Regions from separate parts of the Oryctolagus cuniculus genome. Here region 2 is linked to region 1. A link is a contact called in public Hi-C data. All regions are on one chromosome and are shown on one strand. Each heading gives the region's core, a stretch centred on a gene start, on an enhancer-like site or on the middle of the called end of the contact. The rest is flanking DNA. Distances are from core to core; before and after follow the strand shown.

Region 1 (5,489 bases), core at 2,211-4,710:
CAATAATCAGGACTGAACTAGGAAACAGCCAGGAGCCTGGAGCTCCCCCTGGTTCTCCCTGTGGATGGCAGGGACTCAACTACGAAGCCATTACTCGCTGCCTCCCAGGATGTGGATTAGCGGGAAGCTGGATGGGAAGTGAGGTAGCAGGACTTGAGAAAGGCACTCCCGTGTGCATGTGGGCACCCAAGCAGCGACTTAGTCTGCTGTGCCAAACTCCTCCTGCCCTGCAAGGTGGAAGTAGGATGCACAGAACTGCTCTCAGCTGGGAGGAAGGTAGGTCTGATGAAGTGTTTGCACGCTGTAGGTTTGGCGGTGGTGGTGGAGGGGTCACGCTGCCCTCTGGTCACCAGCAGACCTGCGAAGTCATTCAGTGGCTTTTCTAGCCGACTTAGCCTGTGTCCCTGGTGTCACTGAAACAACACTGTGGTCTTTAACTTCTCATCACACACATCTTTACTCTTCTTTCTTTCCTTTGTTCCTTTCCTCCAGACTTCTATGAGGGAAGGCAAGATTGTGGCCACAAGCTGCCATGCAAGGCATTCAAGAGTGATGCGCAGGGTGGATCCACTCTCTGATGGGACTGGGGAGCCCGTCATGAGGCAGGAGGCTCCTGGTGCCCCCTTAGCACCTGCTGCAGGCAGGCAGAGGTGTGGTATGGAAAGGAAGGCAGCCGCGATCAGCAACGATAGAGTCTAATTTTAGGATTTCAGAAGATTCTGGAGAAGAAAAGTGTGTGTGTGTGATGCTGAGTCATTAGGATCTGAATGTTGCAGGTAGAAGTGGCAGAACAAAAGCAAGAGACTAGGGGATGCAAGGCTGATCACTGGGTAGCAGGAAGCTGAGGAGGTCTGCTGGCCGTCACAATGTAACAGTATGTGTGAGTGTGTGCGCGTCATGCTGAGGATAAGAAGAGCGGCTCTTTGTTCTTCATCAGTGAAAGTCAAGGAGATGAGCTCTGCGGGAACACGGTGGACTCAATCCACTCCTCCATGTCGGAGGACTCGGGTCAGGGTCTGCAGATTCCAGGCATCTTCTGCTACAGATTTTCCTGACTGTCGGCCCACTGGGCTCTCCTCTCTCCAGCTGCAGCCTGTCGACTCAGCTTGGACTGATGGAGTAGGCAGTCTCTCACATTATCTTCTTAGAGGAGCAATTATTTAACTGCACTGGGTCAGAGATGTTGTTTTATGCTTCCCTTGAAGTCTCATTTACTTGTCATGTAGGAGGAGAACAAAAATATATGCTGAATGGAAACAGTGCACAGAACTTGGAGGCAGATGACCTGGACTTCAATTAGATTTCACACCTGGTAGCTGTAAGAACTTGGACCAGAGGCTGACCTTTTAGCTTTCCTCATCTCCACCCAGAGAACAGAGATCTCTGCTCTGCCTGCTTTACTAGGCATGACTGGAGAATTCATGAACAATATGAATCTCCTTTTGTGACCTGTGGCTACTGCAGAAGTGCAACACACACATAGGTTTTAGGTCCATTCCTGTTCACTTGTCACTTGCACGGTGAGAAGTGGACGAGTCGGGGAAGTGTGAGAACCCAGGCGGAGCGACTGCCCCAAGCCTGGACCTGCTCCTGCCTGTCATCTCCCAGCTCCGTGGATGAGCTGCTTGCAGAACCTTGTTTTCCTAGGTACGATTTTTATTACAGGCACTTAGAGGTCTCCACTGCAGAGGTGGTACAATATTGATCTCTGTTGTTTGTAGGCTTCAGGTGGGTTATTCTGAAAATTATGTTAGATGTCGGGGAATCTGGGACTTCTTTTTAAAGCCTGCAGTCCAGTGAGGGAGACAGAGAGACAGACAGCTGCATGATTCTAAGTTGTGATAAGTGCTGGGAAGGAAACAAGCCAAGGTTTGTGAAGGAGGACAAGGCTGGAGGCGGACAAGGCTGAGCAGCTGGCGTCTGATAAGAGGAATCAGAGCTCATCTCCTCTTAACAGGAAAAACAAGGCAACCATGCAGAGAGCTGTGATCAGAACAGGACAAGCCCTGAGGGACTAAAAGGTGGTGACTGTGGCGCAGAAGGCAGAGGCCCAGGTGGGATGGGAGGGAGGGAGGGACAGGGGCCAGATCATGGGAGACGGACACCTGTGGAATGTGCAGTATCAGAATCACCTGCTGGGGCAGGCACTGTGGCATATCGGGTAAAGCTGTCGCCTGTCCCATATGGGTGGGACCTGGCTGCTCCACTTCCCATCCAGCTCTCTGCTGTGTCCTGGGAAAGTCCTTGGGCTCCTGCACCTGCGTGGGAGACCCAGAAGAAGCTCCTGGCTCCTGGCCCTTGAGGCTATTTGGTGAGTGAACCTAATATCGGTGACATATCCCTTAAATGTCCTATCTGGGGTGCCAGTTATGTTAGTGGGTGCTTATTAATAAATTTGGGATATTAATAAGCCTCATGGGTTCTTGCCATGAATTTAGAGAAGAATTTGGAATACTGGCATAAATAAACGAGGCAGCATACGTTTTAAGCTTTTTATTCAGTGGGAGAAATGCATAGGAGGGTGAGGGTGTTAGTCTGATCTAAGGGAGAGGGGAAGTTTGGAAATTAGCTTGGATTTCATGCTAAGCAGAAAGCAGGCCAAAAGCGACGTGCAGCAAGCGTTTTGAGCAGCTGTTAACAGCTTATCATGGGCAGCCTAGCGGAGTCAGAGGACACGGGGGCCGGAAGGCCATGCGTGCTCCAAGGCATGGGGCAGCAAGGTCCATAATGGCGAAAGAGGGCAAAAAGGGCCGGGCCCACCATGTCCCAGGCCTTTCCTCCACTTCCAAAGGGGATTGGTTAATTAGCCTGATTGGCAGGTGTGTGCACAGGTGTGGTCAGGTAGGGGCATGAGATCACACGGGGGGCGCGGTGAAGGCATGGTCTTCCCAGCTCACAAACCTGATCTGTCTGGGGCCAGCTGTGGCACAGCGGGGTTAGAGCCCTGGCTGGAAGTGCCAGCATCCCATATGGATGCTGGTTCTAGTCTTGGCTGCTCCTCTTCCGATCCTGCTCTCTGCTGTGGCCTGGAGTAACAGTAGAAGATGGCCCACGTCCTTGGATTACACAATGATAATTTGGGGAAGGGACACAATTAGTAAATTTGATATAATTGCATAGTAACTTCTTGGGGATTTTATTCAAGATTGTTTCCTAGGATATGGTCCTTAAATTACATCTATTTTCACTATTTAAGTTGACACATTTGTGGCTTTATGAGTTTATTTTCTTAGGAAACAGAGGGAAAGCACATTTAAGAAATTATGTGGCCGTGTTAAAGCCAATGGCGGGCTTTTCGGGCAAAAGAAAGGGCTTTCCTGCCACCTTGTGGCCATCTACTCGAACTGCAAGGTACGCAAGAGCCTGAGGGGTCAGCGTTTGAACTTCACCCAATGCCCTGCCCGCTAAGGCCCCGTGGGAGCCAGAAACAGGTGTGCCCTAACCTCCACTGCCCTCTTTTCTAGGCTCGAGGCTGGAGAGCTCGCAGCTGGCTGAGGGAGGGGGGCATGCAGCAGGGCGAAGCCCATGCCCTTTGCCTTGGGGCGCGGATGTCCAAGGCTGGCGAGCTAGCTGGGCGGGAGGCCTGCTCAGGATGCAGGCGTCTCTAATGACTGACATGGAGGGTTTCTTTGTTTAGAAAAGCCGAGGTATTGTTTAGCTTTCATCTCTGCAGGGCAAACAAGGGGCGGGGACAAGAGGAATCCAGAGAGTGGGGTTAAAAGAACAAAGAAAAGAAAAATCGTGCTTTGTATGTGCATCCCAGTGCTTATTCAGTGCCGTGTTTTAAATGGATAAGTGTACCCTGAAGTAACACCCGCAAAAGGGAGCACTGAGCAGGTGAACGGAATTGTGTCTGGCTCCTGGCCCCTCATCTCACACCTGAGCAAACCAAGGCCAAAGTCTGGATTCACAGTAAATCCATTTAGAAAAATCCTGGGGTGGACATTTAGCATAGCAGTAAAGACGGAAGATGCCTTTGTCCCACATTGGAGGGCCTGGGTTCCTTTTTATTGTATTTATTTGAAAGGCAGAATTAGAGAGAGGCAGAGATAGAGATAGGTCTTCCAACCTCTGGTTCACTTCCCAGATGGCTGCAACAGCCAAGGCTTGGCCTTTCCGAAGCCAGGAGCAGAGCTTCATCTGGGTCTCCATGTGGGTGCCGGGGCCAAAGGACTAGGGTCATCACCCTCTGCTGCTTTCCCAGACACATTAGCAGGGAGGTGGATTGGAAGTGGAGCAGCCGGGGCTCAAACGCCCATGTGGGACGCCAGTGCTGCAGCTGGTGGCTTACCCAGTTAAGCTACAATGCTGGCGGGGGTCTGGGTTCCTGACTGCAGTGTCCTGCTGTCCTGGGGGCAGCAATGATGGCTCATGGAATAGGGTCACTGGTGTTCCTGGCTCCTGGCTTTGGCCCTGGCCAGAGGCAGTTGCAGGCTTTTGGGGAGTGAATCGGTAGATGGGAATGCTCGCTTCCTCCCTAGGAAATAAATTAATTTAAGAAAGTTTTAAAAATCATAAAATAAAATCAATCCATCTATTATAGCAGGGACACAAGTGGTGTTCAGTCCTTGGCTTTCTGACGCTGACCCAAGAAGGTTGCTTCCTTTTGTCTTTTATTCTGCCACCATGGGCCTTTTTAAGCTGTATGTGTGTACATGAATATGTGTATGTGTGTATCCATGTGCATGTATGTGTGTATATATGAATATGTGTCTAAGTGTATGTACACGTGTGTGTGCATATGCACGTGTGTCTGTTTGCATGTACATGTATGTGCATGTGCGTATACACACGTGTGTATGTGTGTATCCATGTGCATGTATGTGTGTATATATGAATATGTGTGTCTATGTGTATGTACACGTGCGTGCATATGCATGTGTGTATACACACGTGTGTATGTGTATCCATGTGCATGTATGTGTGTATATATGAATATGTGTGTATGTACACGTGCCTGTGCATATGCACGTGTGTCTGCATGTATGTGCAGGTGCATGTGTGTATACACACGTGTGTATGTGTGTATCCATGTGCATGTATGTGTATATATGAATATGTGTATATGTGTATGTACATGTGCGTGTGTGCATATGCACATGTGTCTGCATGTATGTGCATGTGTATGTGTGTACATGAATATGTGTATGTGTGTATCCATGTGCATGTATGTGTGTATACATGAACATGTGTGTCTGTGTGTGTACATGTGCGTGTGCATATGCATGCATGTGCATGTGTATGCATGTATACACGTGTGTATGTGTGTATCCATGTGCATGTATGTGTGTATATATGAATATGTGTATATGTGTATGTACACGTGTGTGCATATGCACGTGTGTCCTTTTGTATGTACGTGTATGCATGTGTATGTGTGTATACACACGTGTGTATGTATCCATGTGCATGTCTGTGTATATGTGAATATGTGTATATGTGTATGTACATGTGCGTGTGTGCATATGCACGTGTGTCTATTTGCATGT
Region 2 (6,179 bases), core at 3,587-6,086, 320 kb before region 1:
TCTTAGGACCAGGAAGATGTTTTGTCTGATTAATGGGAAAAAAAAAGAAAGAAAAAGAAACATGTAAGGATAAAATCTCGAGACCCAGGAAAGCGTTCAGCCTAGCAGTTGAGGTGTCTGCATCCCACAGTGGAGTACCTGGGTCAGTTCCCTGCTCTGGCTCCTGACTCCAGCTGCCTACCAATGCAGACCTTGGGAGGGAGCGGTGACGGCTCAAGTGACTGGGCTCTTGCTTCCTACATGAGAGACTTGGATTGTACTCCTGCCTCTGTCCTGGCCAGCCTTAGCCATCGTGGGCATTTGGGGAGTGAACCAGCATATGGAGTGCTCTCTCTGTCCCCTAAGTAAATAAAAATAAATCTGAGCCGCCAAATTTAAGCAGGGAAAGCAAAAAAGTAACAAACACCCATCCAATTGCTCATGTTTCTTTCATTTACTCACTTGTCTATTTATTTATTTTTATTTGACAGGTAGAGTTATAGACAGTGAGACAGAGAGACAGAGACAAAGGTCTTCCTTCCATTGGTTCACTCCCCAAATGGCTGCTACGGCTGGCGCTGTGCTGATCTGAAGCCAGGAGCCAGGTGCTTCCTCCTGGTCTCCCATGTGGGTGCAGGGCCCAAGCACTTGAGCCATCCTCCACTGCCTTCCCAGGCCAGCAGAGAGCTGGACTGGAAGAGGAGCACCTGGGACTAGAACCTGGCGCCCATATGGGATGCCGGCGCCACAGGCGGAGGATTAACCAAGTGAGCCACGTGCAGCCCTACTTATTTATCCAAAAGGGAGAGTGACAGAGGAAGAGAGGGAGGGTGAAGAGGGAGTGATCTTCCATCCACTGTTTCAATTTCAAATGCCCCCAACAAATAAAGCTGGGCCAAGCCAGGACCAGGAACCTGGAACTCCATCTGGGTCTCCCACATGGGTGGCAGGAATCCAAGTACCGGAGTCACCACCTGCTACCTCCCAGGGAGCACGTTATTAAGCTCAATTGGAAGTGGACTCCATCCCAGGCACTCTGAGATGGGATGTGGGAGTCCCAAGCAGAGACTGACCTTGCTCACAATGTCCACCCCGTCGTGTTTCTTTTTAATGATATATACTTCTATCGGCTATGTTCATGCAATCATTAATGTAGCTTATGAATGGAAAACAGGTATTTTCATTTCAATTAAAAAAAATTTTAGAGGCAAAGACAGCATGCACACATGAGAGAGAGACAGTGAGCTCCCATTCATTGGTTCACTTCCCAAATTCCCACAATGGCCATGGCTGGAACCAAGGGCTGGGCTGAAATCCATGTCTCTCTCCGGCGTGCAAGAACCCAATTATGGCCAGCGCCGCAGCTCAATAGGCTAATCCTCCGCCTGCCAGCTTCTAGTCCTGGTCGGGGCACCGGAATCTGTCCTGGTTACCCCTCTTCTAGTCCAGCAGGCGGAGGATTAGCCTATTGAGCTGCGGTGCCGGCACCCTGGGTTCTAGTCCTAGTCGGGGCACCGGATTCTGTCCTGGTTGCTCCTCTTCCAGTCCAGCTCTATGCTGTGGGCCGGGAGTGCAGTGGAGGATGACCTAAGTCATTGGGCCCTGCACCCCATGGGAGACCAGGAGAAGCACCTGGCTCCTGGCTTCAGATCAGTGTGGTGCGCCGGCCACAGTGGCCATTGGAGGGTGAACCAATGGTAAAGGAAGACCTTCTCTCTGTCTCTCTCACTGTCCACTCTGCCTGTCAAAAACAAAAAAACACCAATTACCTGAGCCATCACTGCTGCTCCCAGGTTCTGCACTGACCGGAAGCTGGAGACAGAAGCCAAAGACAGGAGTGGAGCCCAGGCACTCTGCCATGGTAGTGGTAGGTAAGCATCTTAACTGCTACATGTCCTCTTCCTCAATTTTGACTGGCTATTTATACAGCTTATTGACGTTAAGCAGCTTAGTGAAAAAGCAAACTAAAAATTAAAAGATATTTTTAATGGCTCAAGACTTTACAAGAAAATTTTATTAGGGACTGGCACTGTGGTGCAGTGGGTTAAGCTAATGCTTGTGACATAAGCATCCAGTGTCAAAATGTGGGTTCAAGTCCCAGCTGTCTGCTTCAGATCCCGCATTCCTGCTAATGTGCCTGGGAAAGCAACAGATGACCCAAGTATTTGGGCTCCTGCCCCCCCATGTGGGAGACCTGGAGGGAGTGCCAGACTCCTGGCTTTGCCTGGTCCAGTTTGGGCCATTGCGGCCATCTGGGGAGTGAACCAGTGGATGAAAGATCTTTCTCTCTCTGTCTCTCCATCTTTCTGTCTGCTTTTCAAGTAAATAAGATAAAATGAATCTTAAAAATGAAGTCTTTAAAAAGTTCATAGAAAATCTGTTTTATGAAAAAACTTCATAGATTTAAACAAATTTACACTAAAATAAGCTTATCTTTTAACTCCATTTCCAGGCAGTTTTTAAAGTACCCTTATAGAGCAATGTAAGTTTTTTTTCCTTTCTAAAAAAAGATACAATATAAAATATTCTAGGCCCAGCACTGTGATGTAGTGGGTAAAACTACCACCTGTGATGCTATCATCCATATGGGCGCCAGTTTGTGTCCCAGCTGCTCCACTTCTGACCCTGTTAATGGACTGGGAAAAGCACTAGAAGACGGCCCAAATGCTTGGGCCCCTGCCACCCACGTGGGAGACCTGGATGAAGCTCCCGGCTCCTGGTTTCAGCCTGGTCCAGCCCCCGTCGTTGTGGGGAGTGAACCGGCAGATGGGAGACTTCTCACTCCCTCTCTGTAACTCTAACCTTCAAATAAATAAATCTTTAAAAAATGTATTACAGAAGAGTTTCAAGTACTGATTTAATACTTCCACATGAAACCATCAAAGGGTCCCAGAAATCCCAACATTTTGGCATTTAATTCACATTTCTTAAACTGTCCTCAGGAAAGAAGTACAGAAAGCCTCCTACCACACTGGGTTCAGAAAACAAAGTCACCAAATTTATGGGGCAATCAGCCACCTATCCTTTGTGAAGGTCACAGAATCCAGGTGTTTTGAATCTCCTCAATTAGTATTAATATATTATTCAGGTATGTTCTGGAATATAGAGGTGAACCACATCAAACCAGTGGGCTCTGATCTTAAAAAACCACTGTCTACATTTATAGGCCTCTTCTCTATCTGTATTTAGAATAAAATCAGCTTCTTCCCTCTGTGATAGTAGAACTGAACAGCCAGCTTATAGGAGGCTGGCGCATTCCCAGTTGCTGGTTACAGCTCAGGCTCATTTCAGTCCATGGGTGGATCAAGCTTCATTAGTACACCCTGCAAGAGACGTTACTGGTATTTTCTGAGAATGACACTGCTTGGGTCTTTCAAAACACACATTGAAAATTCGGTGAATCCTGATAATCCTGTAGGATTTGCAAAGCTTATTCTTTTGAATTGTTGAAAATTAGTAGTCTGGGACAGCCTTGGAAAAACACTACTGTCCACTCTTAAACCACGTGCCTCAACTTACCTTCTGTACTGAATCCATCCACACAAGGTGACTTCTTGGCCTAAGTGAGAAGAACGCAACTCTCCACATGTGTTGGTCCGGGCAATAAAACTACTGAATTCTGAGAGAGAGAGAGAGAGAGAGAGAGAGAGAGTGTGTTTAAACGCAATATTAAAAATATAACATTTTCATTTCCAGATTGCTTAAAAATACATTCTCAAGTCACATCTTAGGTAAATACCTCAATGGAGAAGATTTATAGAGTTTGACCCACCCCTACTAAATTTACCTGCAAATGTGTCATCAGCCAAGTGAACAATAATCTGAATGTACACGTTTGCCTTGTGTTAGGGAATCTAAAGTTTTTGCATACCGACCTAAATCCTAATAACCCAGTTTTTAACGTTGCACAGTTCTTCCCCGAGGAAATACGGGTTTAGGAGTTACAGAAGCTTGTTGGTGTAGGCACTAGCTATAGAATGAACCTCGCGTGAGACAGCCACTTGCAGACTAGAGCGCTGTGAAGTTGGAAGGGTTTTCTGGTAGGCTTCCTTTTAGCACCAACCACAAGCAGAACAGCCTATGTACGTGTGATGCTGGCTGCTTTTGTGCAGTCTTTCCACAAACCTGACGAACTTCGCATTGTAAGGAATGAAGACAGAGAAGCGAATGATGTGCCTCTACACAGAACCGGGTGCAAACGGAAGCCGCAGCTCCCTGCTGCAGGCGACCGGCGCCCCGTGCTGCGGACAGCCCTCCGCTGTTTTCACCTGGAAGTCTCCGGTGCGGACTCAGCACCAGGCTCCTGCGGGGGGAAGCCCAGGCCGGCGGCGCGGATAAACCCCTGTACAGCTGACGCATCCAAGACGGGAAGTACATGCTGGAACCAAGGCGAGTCCTCGCTGCCAGTGTCGCCGGCGGTCAGAAGTCAGCTTGCAGACACACACAAATCGCGCCAGTTCCTGGCAATCCCACGGCTTTCTCCAACATAGGGCCTGCTCCGTGTCCAGAGGCCAGACAATCTACGAGGTCTTTGGGGCCTCGCGGGGAGCGGAAAGACCTCTCCTCCCTCTCCGCGCAGCAGTGCCCACTTCTAGGGACGCGAGCAGGATCCCACGCAGCGGCCCCAGGCGCGACCTCAGTCTGCAGAAGAACGGGGCCGACCTCGGGTCTTCTCAGGGTGAGCAACCCCAAAGTCTCTCAGCACCCGAACGCACACCCCATTGACCGCTGAGACCCACGAGCGCCCGCCCACCCGTCCGGCCAGCGCCCGAGATAGACGACGAGAGCATTCAGCCAATCAGAACGGAGGAGGCGAAGCCATGCGTAGTGCGGGCGGAAGTGTGAGAGGACGGCTTCGCGCCGGTAGAAAGCGGAAGACCCGCCCCCACACGCGGTAAGAAATGGCGCGGCCCTGCCCTCAGTTAAAATGGCGACTTCGGCTGTTGCATGGAAATGGACTCGGCGGGCCGCCAGGGAGGCTTCCTGCGTCGGACCGCAGAGCGAGTCGGGAAACGATTTTAAACTTCGTGGGCGGCTGAGCGCCGATTTGCCGCTTTCCGAAGGCGGGATTTCAGAGCTGGCCCTCGGCCCCCTAGGAGCCTGGAGCTTAGGTGGAGAGGGGCGAGCTGGGACCCACTGCCCTCGGCCCTTCCCTCTCGGCGGACAGGAGCCGGCTCCGCTGGAGTGCGGGTGGCCGGGCTGCGTGGCTTGGTCAGGGTAAGGGACCTCCCCGGCGTGAAGTCGCAGGGCCGAGGTCTCCTGGGCGCGACGCAGTGTCGGAGCTGGTCTGCAGGAATGATTGCTGAATCCGGAATGGGTGACAGCGTGGACACGGCATTCTATTGGTAAGCTGCTCCGGGGCAGGCCGTGGACCCTGCCGCTCTCCCTGGCGCCTGGTCATTCTCCTCCAGTCCTGTGTGTTTAGATGCGCTCAGCGCTCGGCGGAGGCCTGGGGTTGCAGTTGGAGTTACACTTCAGCGCAATGCAGAAAGTGAGTAAGTATAGCCCCCCCACCCCCCCGGTCTAGCCACAGGAGAACAGGTGAGCGTGAATTCTGTGTCGTGGACTGCAAGTGCAAGAGGAGCTGGCAGGAGCGCGAGCTCGCTCCGTGGATTCTGGAGAGCTGCCTCGAGCAGATGCAGCCTGCGAAATGGGAAAGAGATGGTGAGACCCGCGGGAGCGGAGACTCCCCGGACCGGGACGCAGGTGTCAAGTCAGAAGTAGAGATCTGGCAGCCACTTGTGGAGTGAAGGACTTCAGAGTCGGGGGGAGCACCCACTTAGGGGGCGTGGAGAAGAAGAGGCAGCGGCAGGCACTGTGTGCAAGGAGGGAGATCGCCCGGAGATGCAGTGTCAGAAGAAACCAGGTAGCAGCAGGTGGCTTAGGGGAGGAGCCGCGAACAAACGTGATGAGAAAGTGTAGAGGGGTCGCTGAGCAGACCTGGTGAACCACGCATTTATTTGGCCGTGGCTTCGGCAAAATGTTGGTTATCTTCAAGAGTACAGTTTCCTTCTAACCGAGGGCTTGCTGAAGACTTCTGATAACATACTTCTTAGTGGAAGCAGGGGGCGTACACCCGCTTCCAGGAGCTTGCTCCCAGAAAGAAGGGCGTGAATTGGATTGAAAGAGGCATGTTTTAGTGCTAGGATGTTTGGCAGTGGGAAAACAGGATCTTTCGGAGGAGAGATTCAAGATGGCAT

The links. A called contact is a pair of places that touch in the nucleus more often than the background predicts.
Region 2: a contact with region 1 is called in a Hi-C map of skin fibroblasts, with 4 times the contacts expected there. The contact joins the promoter of DARS2 here to the enhancer-like site in region 1. A contact is called at or near these places in 2 of 6 Hi-C or Micro-C datasets (embryonic fibroblasts and skin fibroblasts).

What each region holds. Positions count from the first base shown.
Region 1 is chr7:1,933,767-1,939,255 of mOryCun1.1, reverse strand. No RefSeq gene overlaps it. Among named protein-coding and RNA genes, the nearest start is that of PRDX6, 28 kb to the left of the region's middle. Within about 2 kb of position 3,460, at least 1 of the 8 cell types and tissues checked has an H3K27ac peak or open chromatin away from gene starts, as enhancers often do.
Region 2 is chr7:2,250,913-2,257,091 of mOryCun1.1, reverse strand. DARS2 (aspartyl-tRNA synthetase 2, mitochondrial) reads right to left here and starts at 4,836. Exons shown (of 17, transcript XM_002714994.5): 1 at 4,248-4,836; 2 at 3,499-3,598; 3 at 1-25. The coding sequence starts at 4,356. It overlaps CENPL (centromere protein L), which reads left to right and starts at 4,982. Exons shown (of 5, transcript XM_017345623.3): 1 at 4,982-5,324.